2 separate regions of the Mus musculus genome follow, and region 2 is linked to region 1. Evidence: chromatin contacts called from public HiChIP or PLAC-seq data. All regions are on one chromosome and are shown on one strand. The core of a region is the stretch at or near the end of the contact, and the rest is flanking DNA. Distances in the headings are between cores, read along the strand shown.

Region 1 (7,007 bases), core at 3,397-5,896:
AACTATATGTTCGTGGGTGTGTTCTGCAAGTGTATGTCACATGTGTATAGGTGACTGAGGAGGCCAGAAGGGGTGTCAGCTCCCCTGGAGTGGAGCTAGAGTTGGTTGTAAGCTGCCTGACATCAGTGCTAGGCCCGAGCTCCCATCTCCTGCAAGAGCAGTACTCAGTCTTAGCGGCTTAAGCATCTCTCCAGGCGAGCTTTATTATGGTTTTGTTTTTGTTTTTAAAATCATAACATTTTGAGGGAAAGTTTTCACGTTTGTGTTGTGTCTGGTCTGTGTATGACCAATTAAATAGAAAGTGGCAGCTGTGTCTGATGCTGTGCCATCTCGCTGGTATCTTCCCAAACCAATGATGCACAACTGTAGAGAAAAGGCTCAGCCAGACAACCTTGCGATGCTTCTGTTTGGCGTGGTTACTGTGCAGTGGCTGAGGGAGGGGAGTTGTGGAGCACGAGAGTGATGACATTTGTCTCAGTTGCTAAGGTGATAATAGAAGAGCCGGGATTTCATGGCCGTGAACGTGGACGAGGGGTCTAGGAGGAAATATAATGCTTCTGCAGTTTCCAGATGAGTATTTTAATGATGCTGATAGGACCTTACATTTAGATTTCCTCCCTGGTAACATGTCTTTTATGTAGAGCCCACACAACCTGTGCTGGACACTGACCACAGAACAAGTTTGGGTGCAGAACAGCTCAGGCAAGAATTGTACTGGAGGGAAAGAAAGGGTTTGGGCTTCAGATCCATGTAAGTGAGCCAAGTCTGGGCACACCCCATTTTCTTTTCAAGGCCATGTCTAGGTGCTAAAGTAAATTCTCTGACTTATGGTATAGTACCATGTGCCTTTATTTACTACTCAGAAGAAAACAACAATAAAATTGCATGTTAATGGGTGGTCCTAATCTGATTTTACTGTGAACTTGATGAAGCCTAGAGCAGTGGTTATTTCTTAACCTGTGGGTCATGACCCCTTTGGGGTCGAATGACTCTATCACTGGGGTCACCTAAGATGATCAGAAAGTCACAGAGATTTACATTACAATTAAAACAATAGCAAAATTACAGTTATGAAGTAGCAACAAAATAATTTTATGGTTGGGGGGTCATCACAACATGAGAAGCTATTAAAGGGTCACAGCATTAGGAAGATTGAGAATCACTGGCATAGGGTCACTTTAGGAGTCTCAGTTGATGGATTGCCCAGGTCAGAATAGCCTGTGGGGGGTTGTCTTGATTGTTAAATAATATAGGAGATCCCAGCCCACTGTGGGGAGCACCATTCCCTAGGCAGGTGGTCTTAGGCTGCCTAAGGAAGCTAGCTGAGTTTGAGTGAGGCTGTGGATGAACCGGTGAGCTATGTTTCATCATGGTTTCTGCTTGAGTGCTTGTCATGATTTCCTTCGATGCTGGCTTATGACCTGGAGGTGTAAGGCACATCATTTCTTTCCAATCCCAAGTTAGTTTTGACCAGAATGTTTCTTACAATGATATAGAGGAAACTAGAACATAAAGGGAGGGATCAAGGGAATGATAATATAAGCTACCAAGGGAGAAGTGGAAACAAAAAGTGGATTACCATATCTAAATATGGCCCAGGTCTACAGAAGAGATCTAGAGCCCCACCCCCATATCCTTGACTCTTCCTCTCAGTGACCGGAAGAGGAAGGTAGAGCAGGAAGGGATGTGTGTCTGGGAGTCTCATTAGTTCTTTCTAAGCATGCCACAGCAATGAGAAGAAACATTTTGCTTAAAAGTAGACAAGTCACATGAGAACAGGAATTGTGGTTCACTCCAACTGTTAGTATCAATCTTCTAAAATATTATTAACCAGGCAAACATCTGGGGCTTCTTAAGCATTAAAAGAGAGGTCATAAGATATGACCTCAAACATGGTCACTCAAACAAATACTGCTATCTTAGAGTTTTATTGCTGCAAAGAGACACCAGCTCTTAAAAAGGAGAACATTTGAGGCTGGAGATGTGACTCAGCGGTTGGGGACACTGACTGACTTTTCTTCCTGGAGGACCCAGGTTCAATTCACAGCACCCACATGGCATCTCACAAGTGTCTGTAAGTCATCTGGCACCCTCACGCAAGCACACATGCAAGGAAAACACCAATGCACATAAGATAAACATAAATAAAATTTTAAGAAGGAAAACATTTCATTGAGGTTTAGGTCATTACCAGCATGGTGGGAAGCATGGTGACACGCAGGCAGACATGGCACCGGTGCTGGAGAAGGCGATGTAAAGTTCTGCATAGTGTGTGTTTGTGCATGTGTGTATACACATGTTTTGTGTATGTATATTTATACTCCTCTTACACAACCAGGGCATTACTTCATAGTTGTTGGGCAAAGTAACAGTGGATCTCCACTGGTCTTATGCTAATCAGTTCTTCTGAGACTAAGTGTTTAGAGTCTTATCACAACTGCAAACCCTTATTATAAGTTTATGAGTAGCCATGAGATTTTATATGCTGTCACTCAGAGTTACACTTCCATGCAGTATCTAGTTCTGTATGGGTTCTATGGTTTCCTTTACTGTTTGTAATCCCAATTTTGTACATGAAGGTACAAACACATGTAACAACTAAAATTATTTGTGTGCATGCACACATGCGTGTGTGTGTGTGTGTGTGTGTGTGTGTGTGTGTGTGTGTGTGTGTGTGCGTGTGTGTGCAATGTACATATGGGGAGATCGGAGGTCCTCCTTTGGTGTCTTCCTCTATCATTTACCACCTCACCTTATCTTTTATGACAAGGTCTCTTACTGAACCTTGAGGTCACTGATAGGCTAGGTTGGCTAGCCAATGAATTATAGGGATCTACCCCAAGCTGGAATTACAGACACGAGTGTTGGCATTCCACACTTGGCTTCTTATTATCCAGAGATGCTGGGGAACTGATCTCAGGTCTTTATGCTTGTGTGGCCAGCACTTTACAAATGGAGATGTCTTTCTAACCCTCACTCCAAAGTTTTATACAAACAAACAAACAAAAACAAAAACTCAGCAAGATGTCCCTAGGATAATTGGCGCATGTTTTACATAAGCATGACCTTGAGGATTTGGTAAAACCCTGACTCCAGATACCACCTTGTAGTACAGTGTTTAGAAAGACCTGTCCAATGATGCAGTTGAGACACATTGCCTCAGTCCTAGAAAGAAACAAACAGCTTCAAAGGGACGATTTGACCATCAGCAGGAGCAGCAGATTGAGATATGGTTAGACTCTGTTTAGCTCCTTCAATTACTGCCCACAATATGCCAGCAAGCGTAAGGGACACTCACAAATATTCACAAGAAAAAAAAATTAGATGTCAATCAAGTGTACACCAAGGATCAGATCCTCACACTCCAGATGGACAGTTTCCCAGTCGTTCTTGCCGATTTCTTAAGGATACAGGTGCTGGAGGGCCAGGTAGGCTCTCGGAAAGAGCAGCAGAGATCCTTTTACTACACCAGAGCGGTTCTTACCCTTCTAGGCAACTTTAATACAGTTCCTCATGTTGTGGTGACCCCCAACCATAAAGTTACTTCATAGCTGTTATTTTGCTACTGTTATGAATCACAACGTAAATATCTGCTATGCAGGATATCTGATATGTGACCCCTGTGAAAGGATCATTCGACTCCCCTTCCCCGCCAGGTTGAGAAGCACTGCTTTGCCAGTCTGTTGAAGACTGAGTGTGAAATCTCCACAGCACCCCTGTCTGGAGCACTTAGACCTGATGTTCTGTAGCTCAGTATTTGCTTTTAGAGCTCGGATCAACACAAGAAAATGTCAAAGAAGCACACTCATAATCCACAGTTGGCGCCCAAACCAGATGTGACAGATATGAGCTCATGATGGCTAAAATACATAGGAAGGGTAACCCAGACGGCCTAAGTACTAGGTTGTGCCTGGCTGATGGAAGGCCCATTTTACACTCCCAAAGAAGGGACTTGTCATCACTGTTATATGAATGAGTCGCCGAGTTATTATGTCTTGTACTAACTAGCATAAAATAATATTTACAGAAATTACAGTCTTTTGAGGGCTAGGCTTCCTGCAGGAGAGGTATGCACTGTGCCGAAGTGAAGGGTGTGACCTGTGTTCCAGGAATTCCTCACTCAGAACAGACTCTCCAAATGTGTGTTCAAGTGTATTTAATTTGTATTTATTGTAGTTCCATTTGCAAACATTAAATAGTTTATGAGAGAAGGCTGGCTGACTTCTTTCTACCACAGAGCAATATACTGCTGTGAGGGAAAATAGTTATGACATAATTAGAGTTATTAGCTTCCTCGTGTAACAAATCACCCAGACCTGAGTGGCATGGAGCAGTCAGAATGGATATGGGGGTGTGACTCGCTGCTAGAACTGTGCTTAAGGGTAGTGTCAGCTCCTGGACTTGCCCACAGAACCACACACACTTTCCAGTTGAGCCATGGCCTAGTTAACAGAACCCGCTGGAAGCTGCAAGCCCTACTCTTTCTTGTCACACAGCTAGGGCTAAGGCAGCCAATCCTGTCACATAGAGCCCCAGGCTGAGCAGGCCCCAGGGCGGCCAGGAAGCAGCCCCCTGGGCACCAGCTTTGTGTTTCTTTCCAGGTGCCAGGTGACGCACAAGGCCATTACCTTCACAGTACCTTGTTCAGAGACAGACAAGGTTCAGGTTTCCTACCTGTCTTGGTTTTGTTTGCCCATCAGAGCCGAGACTGTTTGGCCTTTGGGGTGCCAGTTCTTTGCTGGGTGGGAGCCAAGGGAGTGTCTGTTTGGATAACAGGACAAAGAATGCTGAGGTTGTGGGCAGAAGAAGAAAACCTGCAGGTCTCCCAACTGTGGCTGATGTTAGAGGGTGAGAACCACAGCCCATTAGAAGAAAGCAGAAAAAGCTGCAAGGTTGAGCAGGGTCCTCTGGGGCACACATCCTCACCCCTCCCATGTAATGTTCCTGTGGTGATCGAAGAGGGCCGTGGCAGTTGGGTAGGCCAAGGAAGATTCTTAGGCTACTAGATGGCTGTATAGGTTGCCAAGTGGGCCTACCAGGGCTTTGCAGAAGTAGAGGAGCCCCTGGTGACCAGAGAGGCCTGTGCAGTCCTCAGAGATGCTCTTGTCTCCCTATCTTCACATCTATCAGAGGACAGCAACCCACTGTTCAGTATCATTGTTATTTTTAATATTTATTTTTGGTTGGAATTATTCATGTTGTATGCTGTGTGTCTGTGTGTCCACATTGGAGTGTAGTACTTGCAGACCCCAAAAGAGGGTGACAGATCCCCTAGAGCTGGAGTGAGAGGCAGTTTGTAAGCCATCTGACATGGGTCCTGGGAATGGGACTATGCCTGAGCAGTGTATGCTGTCAGCCACTAAGCTATAGATCTGCCCACCCTCCCCTTATTTTGAGAAGAAGGAAGACATAATGTAGACACCCAAGGCATTTGTCCATGATCCTCCTCTTTTTTTTTTTTTTTTTTTGTTGTTGTTGTTGTTTTTCAAGACAGGGTTTCTCTGTATAGCCCTGGCTGTCCTGGAGCTCACTTTATAGACCAGGCTGGTCTCGAACTCAGAAATCCGCCTGCCTCTGCCTCCCGAGTGCTGGGATTAGAGGCGTGTGCCACCATGCCCAGCGATCCTCCTCTTATTACAGTGAAAGGCAAGTGCTTCTCTAAGGCATCCTTACCGGTAATGCTTGCTGTTCCATATGATTATTTTAATAATGAAATGATGTAGCTGGACATATAGATCAATGGGTAGAACGATTGCCCAGTGTGGAGGTTTGAATGAGAATGGCTCTCATAGGTGCATATGTTTGAATGTTTAGTCCCCAGTTGTAGACTCTTTGGGAAGGATTAGAAGGTGTGGCCCTTTTGGAGGAGGTGTGTCACTGGGAATACACTTTGCACTTTCAAAAGACCATGCCAGATCCAGTCTCCCTCTCTACGCCTCCAACTTGTGGGTCAGGATATAAGCTCTTAGCCAGTAGACTAACATCATGTCTGTCTGCCTGGTGGCATGCTCCCTGCTGTGGGATTATACACTCACCCTCTGAAACTAAGCAAGCACTCAATTAAATGTTTTCTTTAATAAGTTGTCTTGGTCATGATGTCTCTCTTTTTTTTTTTTTTTTTTTTTTTTTTGGTTTTTCGAGACAGGGTTTCTCTGTATAGCCCTGGCTGTCCTGGAACTCACTTTGTAGACCAGGCTGGCCTCGAACTCAGAAATCCGCCCGCCTCTGCCTCCCGAGTGCTGGGATTAAAGGCATGCGCCACCACATGATGTCTCTTAACAGCACTAGAAAACTTACTAAGACACCTAGCATGTGATTTCTTAGTACTGAATAAACCGGGTCAGGTGATACGTGCTCAGAATTCCAGCATTCAGGAGTTAGAGGTGAGGGGCTCATTCGAGACCATCCTCAAGCTACATAGTGAGTCAGAGGCCAGCCTAGGCTACACAAAACCCTTTCTCACAAAGGGGAAAAAGGAGTGGCCTGCTTGTATCACCTATAAAGTGCCCTCATGGCCTGGAGCTTTTAATAAACCAAGCTGTCTGGTGGTTCCACTGTAATTGTGGTAGGCTAAATAACTCCCTCCTAACCTTCAAAGATGTCCATGTGCTTGGCCTCATACTGAAAACACTGCAAATACATCACTGCATTCATTGCAGAGCTGTCATTGCAGAACACCCTGTGTGGCTCAAGCAATAGCAACCCATTTTATTACAGAGCCTAATACTAGAAGCCCAAGGTCAGGGTGTTGGCAAGTCAGGTTTTTTTCTAGAGCCTCTCCTTGGTGTGCAGGCAGCTACCCTCTCTTTCGCATCTCCACAGGTCTGTGTGTGTGCTCATGCCTTAATCTCTCTTTCTTATAAGGACACTGGTTTTTCTGCATTAGGACCCTCTTATATGACGTCATGGGTCTCCATTGCTCCTTCAAAGACCACGTCAAGTCTTGAGATTTCCGTGTAGGAGTTTTGGGCAGAACATAATCCAGTTACCTTAGATGATAAACAGAG
Region 2 (7,071 bases), core at 1,949-4,448, 330 kb before region 1:
TAGATGAGAAACATGGAAGGCGGGTTGATCTAAACCTCTTGCTTAATTACTGTGTGTACCCCAACAGCAAACAGGAGCAGTTGATAGCATTCATTCTGGCTTCCTATACAAAGATGAGGAATTTTCTTTTCAACAGGACACTATTCCATGAGCTTTTATGATAAAAGATACATGGCACAGACTAGTAAAATGGTTTAGTATGATCTTGGGTGTATTCTACAGTATGTACATGTAGTCAGATATTTAATATATGCTACAGTAGACATCTGGCTCAGTTGTCAATGATATCTCAATAAGATGAGGAAAGAGAAAGGCAGGAAAGCAACAAAAATGGGAACAGGAAGGGAACCAACAGCAAATACTTAGGGTGAATAGACTCGTAAGAAAAGTCAAGGGCTGCAGACACAGCTCCATGGTGCCGTGCCAGCATAGCATGTACCAGACTTGGATTCCATTCCAGCACCTTAAAAATAAAACAAGCCCGACTTCTAATTGGCCCAGACATTGCAATTCTGTTCTGGAGTTTAAAAATGGGGCCCAGCGGTGAGCTCCAGAGCTGTGCAAATACCCTGACCGAACCTTTTCAAAGAGAGGTTCCACCCTGCCCTGCAATCACATTTAAATACCTTTTTTAAATGATTCTACAATCAAAGATCCAATTTAAAGAAATTTGCCAGAGGCATACAGATATCTGTAAAGCAAATTTAAGGCATCCTGGGCCAGTTTTCTAGGATCTCAGGCTGGGAAAGACAATCTGGACAATCTACCTTTGTTCTGTCTGTGGCCCTTAAGATGTGCAGAAGAGAGGAGAGCCCTGTGCCTTTGTGTCCTTCCATGGAGCTGGGGAGGGGCAGGTGGTGGTGTGGAGTGTGATAATGCAGTTATGGGAAAGTGGTGTGGAAGGAGGCTGGAAATGGCTTTAAACATTTATTTTAGAGAAAAAAAAAAGAGTGGAAACTGACATCATGCTTTTGAATGAGATCTGACAAAGATGAGCAATTGTTCAAATCCTCCCTCTTACCCGGCATTATCCCTCTCACCCACCCACTATCCCTCTCACCCACCCACTATTCTTCTCACCCACCCACTATCCCTCTCACCCACCACTATCCCCCTTACCCACCCACTATCCCTCTCACCCACCCACTATCCCACAAGTGTCTCTGCAGGAAAGATCTAGATGTTTGGAAATGCATCTTATGAGTCCCTTCATCAGCACAGCTTTCTTTTTATAGCTCTACAATCAAAGCCACAGAACAAATGAGGGATGCCTGAAGTGATGGAGAAGTCTCAGGAAATGGCTATTAATTGTCTCTCTCTTCCTTTAATTACTTAGTTTTATTTTGTGTGCATTGGTGTTTTGCCTGTATGCATATGTCTGTGTAAGGGTATCAGATCTTGGAGTTACAGACAGCTGTGAGCCACTATGTGGGTGCTGGGAATTGAACCTGGGTCCTCTGGAAAAGCAATCAGTGCTCTGAACCACTGAGCCATCTCTCCAGCCCTAACAGCGTTTATTCTTGTCATCTGAGAATGTTCAATGTTTAGCAAAGAACTCTTTACAGTAAGTACATTGCCATAAAACTCAACTGTGTTTTCACAAAATATCTTAAGTCAATCATAATTCTCTGAAGAGTCTTTGTAATTGACCGCTGGCCAGGAGGTGGGTGCCCCAGAGAGAAGGATAAACATGTCAGCTGTCACCAGCATGGGGCCTGAAGCCATCATCCCCACCCCAGTGTGATTTCATTGACATCATCTTGAAATGAATGCCAAATCACATGAGACGCCAAAAAGACTGCTTTTGCCACGGTAGCTAACCCCTGGCCACCTGGAGCCTGTCATCTGATCCTGCAAAACCTACCGCCAAACCTTGGGCATACTGAACTTCAAAAGGCAGAATTTCAACGTCCTAGTCAACAGCAGTGGAAGGAGGTCCAATTGAAGTAAACCCAACATGTCTTGAATGCTTGACAGGACACTTGGCTTTGGGGCTTTTGAACTTTCTGAGCCTGGGTTGATGATCTGAAGCTGCATCAATACTCTGCTTTCTGTGAATCTATTCAGTGACCCACACTATGGCATGCACACCTCTTCCCAACATCTCTTCCCAAGGAAGAGAAGTCTTGCATGACACAAGAAATGAAAACAAAAGCGGCATATAACAGTGTAGCAATATAGCAATGTAGCAATATAGCAATGTAGCAATATAGCAATGCACCAATATATCAAAGTAACAATACACTTAACCTCTAGTGATCCTAAGGAGTGGGTACTGTGATCTCCATGCATACTGAAGACTCTAACATGAAGTGCTGTGTCTGGTCATAGCTGTGCACACCCTCCTGTGACCCTGAATCTCATCTCCATGAGATTCCCAACTACTGTATCATGGTCACTGTGAGAGATGGAGGCAGTGGTAATGATGACCCTCTGATGTCTGGGTCACTCCTGTCTAGACTTCTGAGTCCCTGGTAAGTTATGAAGGTCATTTCCCCCTCATCTTTGCCATCATTTCAGCTGGTGGCCTCCATGCATGGAGCACCTGCCAGTGACACTCACCAGCCTGGCAAAAGTTCTCCTATGACTTCAGCAAGCAGGACACGGGAGCACACTCTAAGTCATATTGATACTTTACAAATATATGTCCACCTGATTGTCACTGATTTTTTTTAAGAATAGTTAATTATTTTTCCATCATGAATGTCATAGAGAATCAATATGAAAAATCAATAATAAAAAACTAATCCCTAATAGCCCCACCGAGCAAAGCTCATCTTGGCTAAAGTTCATCGACTTTGTAGAGTTATTTTGTTGTTTTATTTTGGTGATACTATGGCTGGACTCCAGAGCCTCAAACATGCCAGGCAAGTGTTCTACTCCTCTATTATATGGGTAGAATATATTTTAGTGTGAGTTTTGGTGACTTTATTTTTGCCTGTGTTTACACTACAAGAAATGTAGAACAGTATTCAGGAGACCCACGTCTGGGGCCAGGCAGCCTGGGTATAACAGTCAATAGGCTCAGCCATTCTGACTCAGTCTCTAAACATCTGTGATGGTTATTAATTATTAATTTGACTGGATCTAGAATCATCACAGAAACAAGCCACTCCCAGTCTGCGGTCTGCATACTGGGCACTGTCTGAGGGGATCTTTGGGGCTCTGGCCTGGCCAGAATAGCCAAACAGTTGTGGCTCTCTGAGGGGACGAAGAGCCACAGCAAGGAGGGCTGCCAGGCCTTTTCTGCAGCTGCCCCAGAGTTGGCTGCTGCACCTGCCCTGGAGTCAATGACAGGCAACAGCATGCAACAGGAAAGCAGTGGGCGGGGCTGGGAGCCAGGGTTGGGCGGGGCCACTGAGCAATGGGAAGTGACTACCTTAGGCTCAGGGAGCTTCCAGCAATGAAAGTTTCAGGAGAGAATTCTCTTCCTCAACGTGTTAGGACAGTCTTTGATGAAATAACTTGTGCACTTTATTCCTTGTGGATAGGGTCTTATATTCATTTGGTGATAGGCTGAGGTCTAAAAGCAGATGCTTTCTATTGGCTTGTTCTGAGATGTTAGGGATGCCTCATCTGCATGTGGGGGGATTCGGGTGTTGCACCTATGTGACTGATTGTCACAGTCCTCTCCATGGGGTGTCGTGGTCATGTGTTGCAGGACAGGAACCTGGTAGGAGTAGATTAAACCCCTATCATTCTCAGAAGTGAGAATTATCAGGGTTTCTGAATCCACTCAACCTCACCAAGTTTTCTGTCTAGTGGCAGAGGCCACTGCCCCGCCAGCCCCTAGCCATGTTTGTGAGGGAGTCTCCAGACTGGATTAACTGAGCTGGGAATGCCTCTCCTAAATGTAGCATTGCGCTCTAGGTTTGGATTCTGAACTATGCATGAATAGGTGAGCAAGCTGAGCTGTGGGCATGCATCTCTTTGTGATTCTCTCTGCTCTTGACTATGTATGTGCCGTGACTCCCTCTTCCAAGTTCCTGCCTTGACTTCCCTGCTATGTAACCTGGAACTGTAAGCCAAATAACCTCTTTCCACCTTAAACTTGTTTTAGGCAGACTTACTTTATCATAGCAACGGAAAAGACAAGTCATCTCTCCCTCTGGCGCTGGTGATCCAATGCAGGTTGTCAGGCTTGGCCACAGGTGTCTTTTCTCCCAGAGACATCTCCCCAGCCCTCTTTGTCAGGCATCCAATTGTCATAACAAGTAATTGAAACCATTCTGAAACAATTGGCTTCTTAGTCAGTAATGTGGAGATAAAATTGTCTTAAAACTAAAACATGAATGGAATTCCCAAAGGATCAACAGTGGGATGAAAAAATACACACACACACACACACACACACACACACACACACACATATACATACACACAAACACATATACACACACATACACACACATGCACACATACACACATACATATATACACATACATACACACATATACATACACACAAATACATATACATATACATACACACATACACACACAAACACATATACATACATACACACACATATACACACATTGCATTTAACATCTAATACAGGTGTTTTTAATCCCAATGAATATAATAGATCCTATTTTTTAAAATTTACCCTTTCTGTCTTTTCTTATCATTATTACATAAGAAATTTTAAAATCATATGACATGCTGGCAGTAGTATTTTATTGAGTATAGGGGTAACACACACACACCTCTTACTCATTTAACACTAATTATGTATCTATTGTAGGCTATGCACTGAGCTAGTAGTGGAGATGTACAGACAACCAGAAAGCATCCTTGGCACAAGCACTCGGAAGATGAGAAGGCAGACAGCAGAGAGTTGGGTGCCTAGCATGGCATGTGCCCACAGCACAGTGAGGATTTGATCTAGAACATGCACCTACAGCATGTCTATGGAGGACAGGGCCAGAAGGGGGTCTGGGACAACCGTGGTTCTATTAGCAAGTCCTCTAATGCTGGACATTTAGATTATTTACATTTTCACCAAAGAGACTAGGAACATTATTGACATTGATAAGACAGGAACTTGAAGCAGCTGGTCATACAGCCAAGGAGACAAAGAAATCAAGGCATGCATGCTCACTGCTTCGCTTGTTTCTTCTATTCTTATATAGTTCAGGACCCAAGCCCAGGGAATGGTGCCCCCCAGTTTAGGCTGGATCTTCCCTCATCACTTAACATGGTCAGGGCAGTCTCCCAAAGTCATGCCCACAGGCCAACCCGCTCTAGACAATCCCTCATGGAACCTCTCTTCCAGGTGATTGTGGCATGCTGGCAGTTAAATACTTAATTAACTTTCAGAATACTTTTCTTCATGACAGGCTCACAGCAGTGAAAGTCACTGGGAGCCCGTTTTCAGAAATAGCATGTAAGTGCCTGCTTCCTTGAATTTCAGAGAGCCCTAAACAATAATTGTAAGTGTAATAAATAAATAAATAAATAAATAAATAAAAGAGCTAAGATCCGGTTCAGTATCTTATTTCGATTCATTTGGTCACAAGACACAGTGTGACCAAGTTTCTCCAGCCCCTCCCTTTGTTTCTCCTTGTTAGTAGTGACTAGCATCCTTGCCCCTGGGATTTCTGCTGTCTTTCTTTTTCCTTCCTTGTGGAATGGTAAACCATACCAGGAAGCCTGGTGGGTGGAGCAGGTCTGAGGCCCTGGAAACACCTGAGAGAGTAGGAGCCTCCCTGGTCCCTGCCAAATTCCTGGTCTGGAACACGTGCCACACTCCCCACATAAGGAAACCTGGTCATGTAGGCCCAGAACAGAGTTCTCCATGCTGATGTGGTAACTAGAGGCCCTGAGGGGTTAGCCAATAAGCTTCCCTTCCGAGACACTCCTCCTGGCAAAAGGTATTTAACCTCAGGTTCACCCTGAGAAGTTGATACTGTACACATCCATTTTCCATGACAAACAACCAATAAACAGTTTGGAACCACGGCCTGTCTCTCTCATCAAGGTCTGCCATGGGGACCATGAAGTAGGCCTTTGTCTACAGAGCCGCTGCCTAAATCTCCCGTAGAAAGTCCATCTGTGCCCCCAGACAACTGCTATCTTCGCTAATGAGCTAAGCCAGAGCTCCCAGCCCCGGACCTAGGCTAGATGCCGTCCTCAGCGGTCCCAAACCTCATCGCAGGCCCATGGGTCCCTGACACTTCGTTCCCGACTTCTCTGTGCAGTTTTCTACCAGCAACTATATGCCTGGAAGTTAGGGAATACCACCCCCACTTTCTCACATCTCAGACTGCGTTTTCCCAACCCCAGAGTGGTGTCTCAGCGCTTCCCTGAAGCCCAGCACCCACCCAGCGGTGGCAATGGGATAAACACAGCCAAGCTCTTTCCGTTTTGCCCCCTCCCCCAACAGCGGCCCTGACCAATGGTGGAAAGAACTGCAGACTCATGCTTCCTTTTGTCTTTTCTCTTTGCTGTTGAGGATTGAACCTAGTGCTTCACGCATGCCAGAAAAGTACTCTACCACCGAGGAACACCAGGCTCCTTTTACTTTTGAGATAGCGGCTCACTAAGTTAACCGGACTGGCTGTGAACATTTGGTAGCATGGTCTAGCCTTCTTTTCTTTTCTTTTCTTTTTTCTTTTTCTCTTTCTTTTCTTTTCCTTTTCCTTTTCCTTTCTTTCTTTTTTTTTCTTTTTCTTTTTTTTTTTTGGTTCTTCAAGACAGGGTTTCTCTGTGTAGCCCTGGCTGTCCTGGAACTCACTGTGTAGACCAGGCTGGCCTCGAACTCAGAAATCTGCCTGCCTCTGCCTCCCGAGTGCTGGGATTAAAGGCATGCGCCACCACCACCCGGCTAGCCTTGTACTTGCTTCTCCAGAAGCAATAGGTCTGTGCTTCTTTGCTCAGTCCTGCTGTTCTCATTGCTGCATGTGAACTCTGTACCAAAATATTAGCTTTCCCCTGCAGCTGTTTATTTATCTTCCGTTTTATTTTAATAACTCATGCTTTGGGGTAGCGCGTCAGGTCACAGGATATTTAAACAGCAGCAAAACTGTGTACTTGAATCCACCTCCCCCTGCATGCAGAGCCATCTG

The links. HiChIP or PLAC-seq counts read pairs in DNA pulled down with a chosen protein or histone mark.
Region 2: a contact with region 1 is called in a FOXA1 HiChIP or PLAC-seq map of pancreatic cancer cells. The contact joins two enhancer-like sites. A contact is called at or near these places in 2 of 484 Hi-C or Micro-C datasets (bone marrow-derived macrophages and embryonic stem cells) and 3 of 115 datasets of contacts at active chromatin or transcription factors (double positive thymocytes, embryonic basal ganglia and pancreatic cancer cells).

The regions. Positions count from the first base shown.
Region 1 is chr1:88,435,025-88,442,031 of GRCm38.p6, reverse strand. No RefSeq gene overlaps it. Among named protein-coding and RNA genes, the nearest start is that of Gm28888, 22 kb to the left of the region's middle. Within about 2 kb of position 4,646, at least 46 of the 459 cell types and tissues checked have an H3K27ac peak or open chromatin away from gene starts, as enhancers often do. A contact at or near this core is called in pancreatic cancer cells, where this site is marked.
Region 2 is chr1:88,760,153-88,767,223 of GRCm38.p6, reverse strand. No RefSeq gene overlaps it. Among named protein-coding and RNA genes, the nearest start is that of Platr5, 8.8 kb to the right of the region's middle. Within about 2 kb of position 3,198, at least 19 of the 459 cell types and tissues checked have an H3K27ac peak or open chromatin away from gene starts, as enhancers often do. A contact at or near this core is called in pancreatic cancer cells, where this site is marked.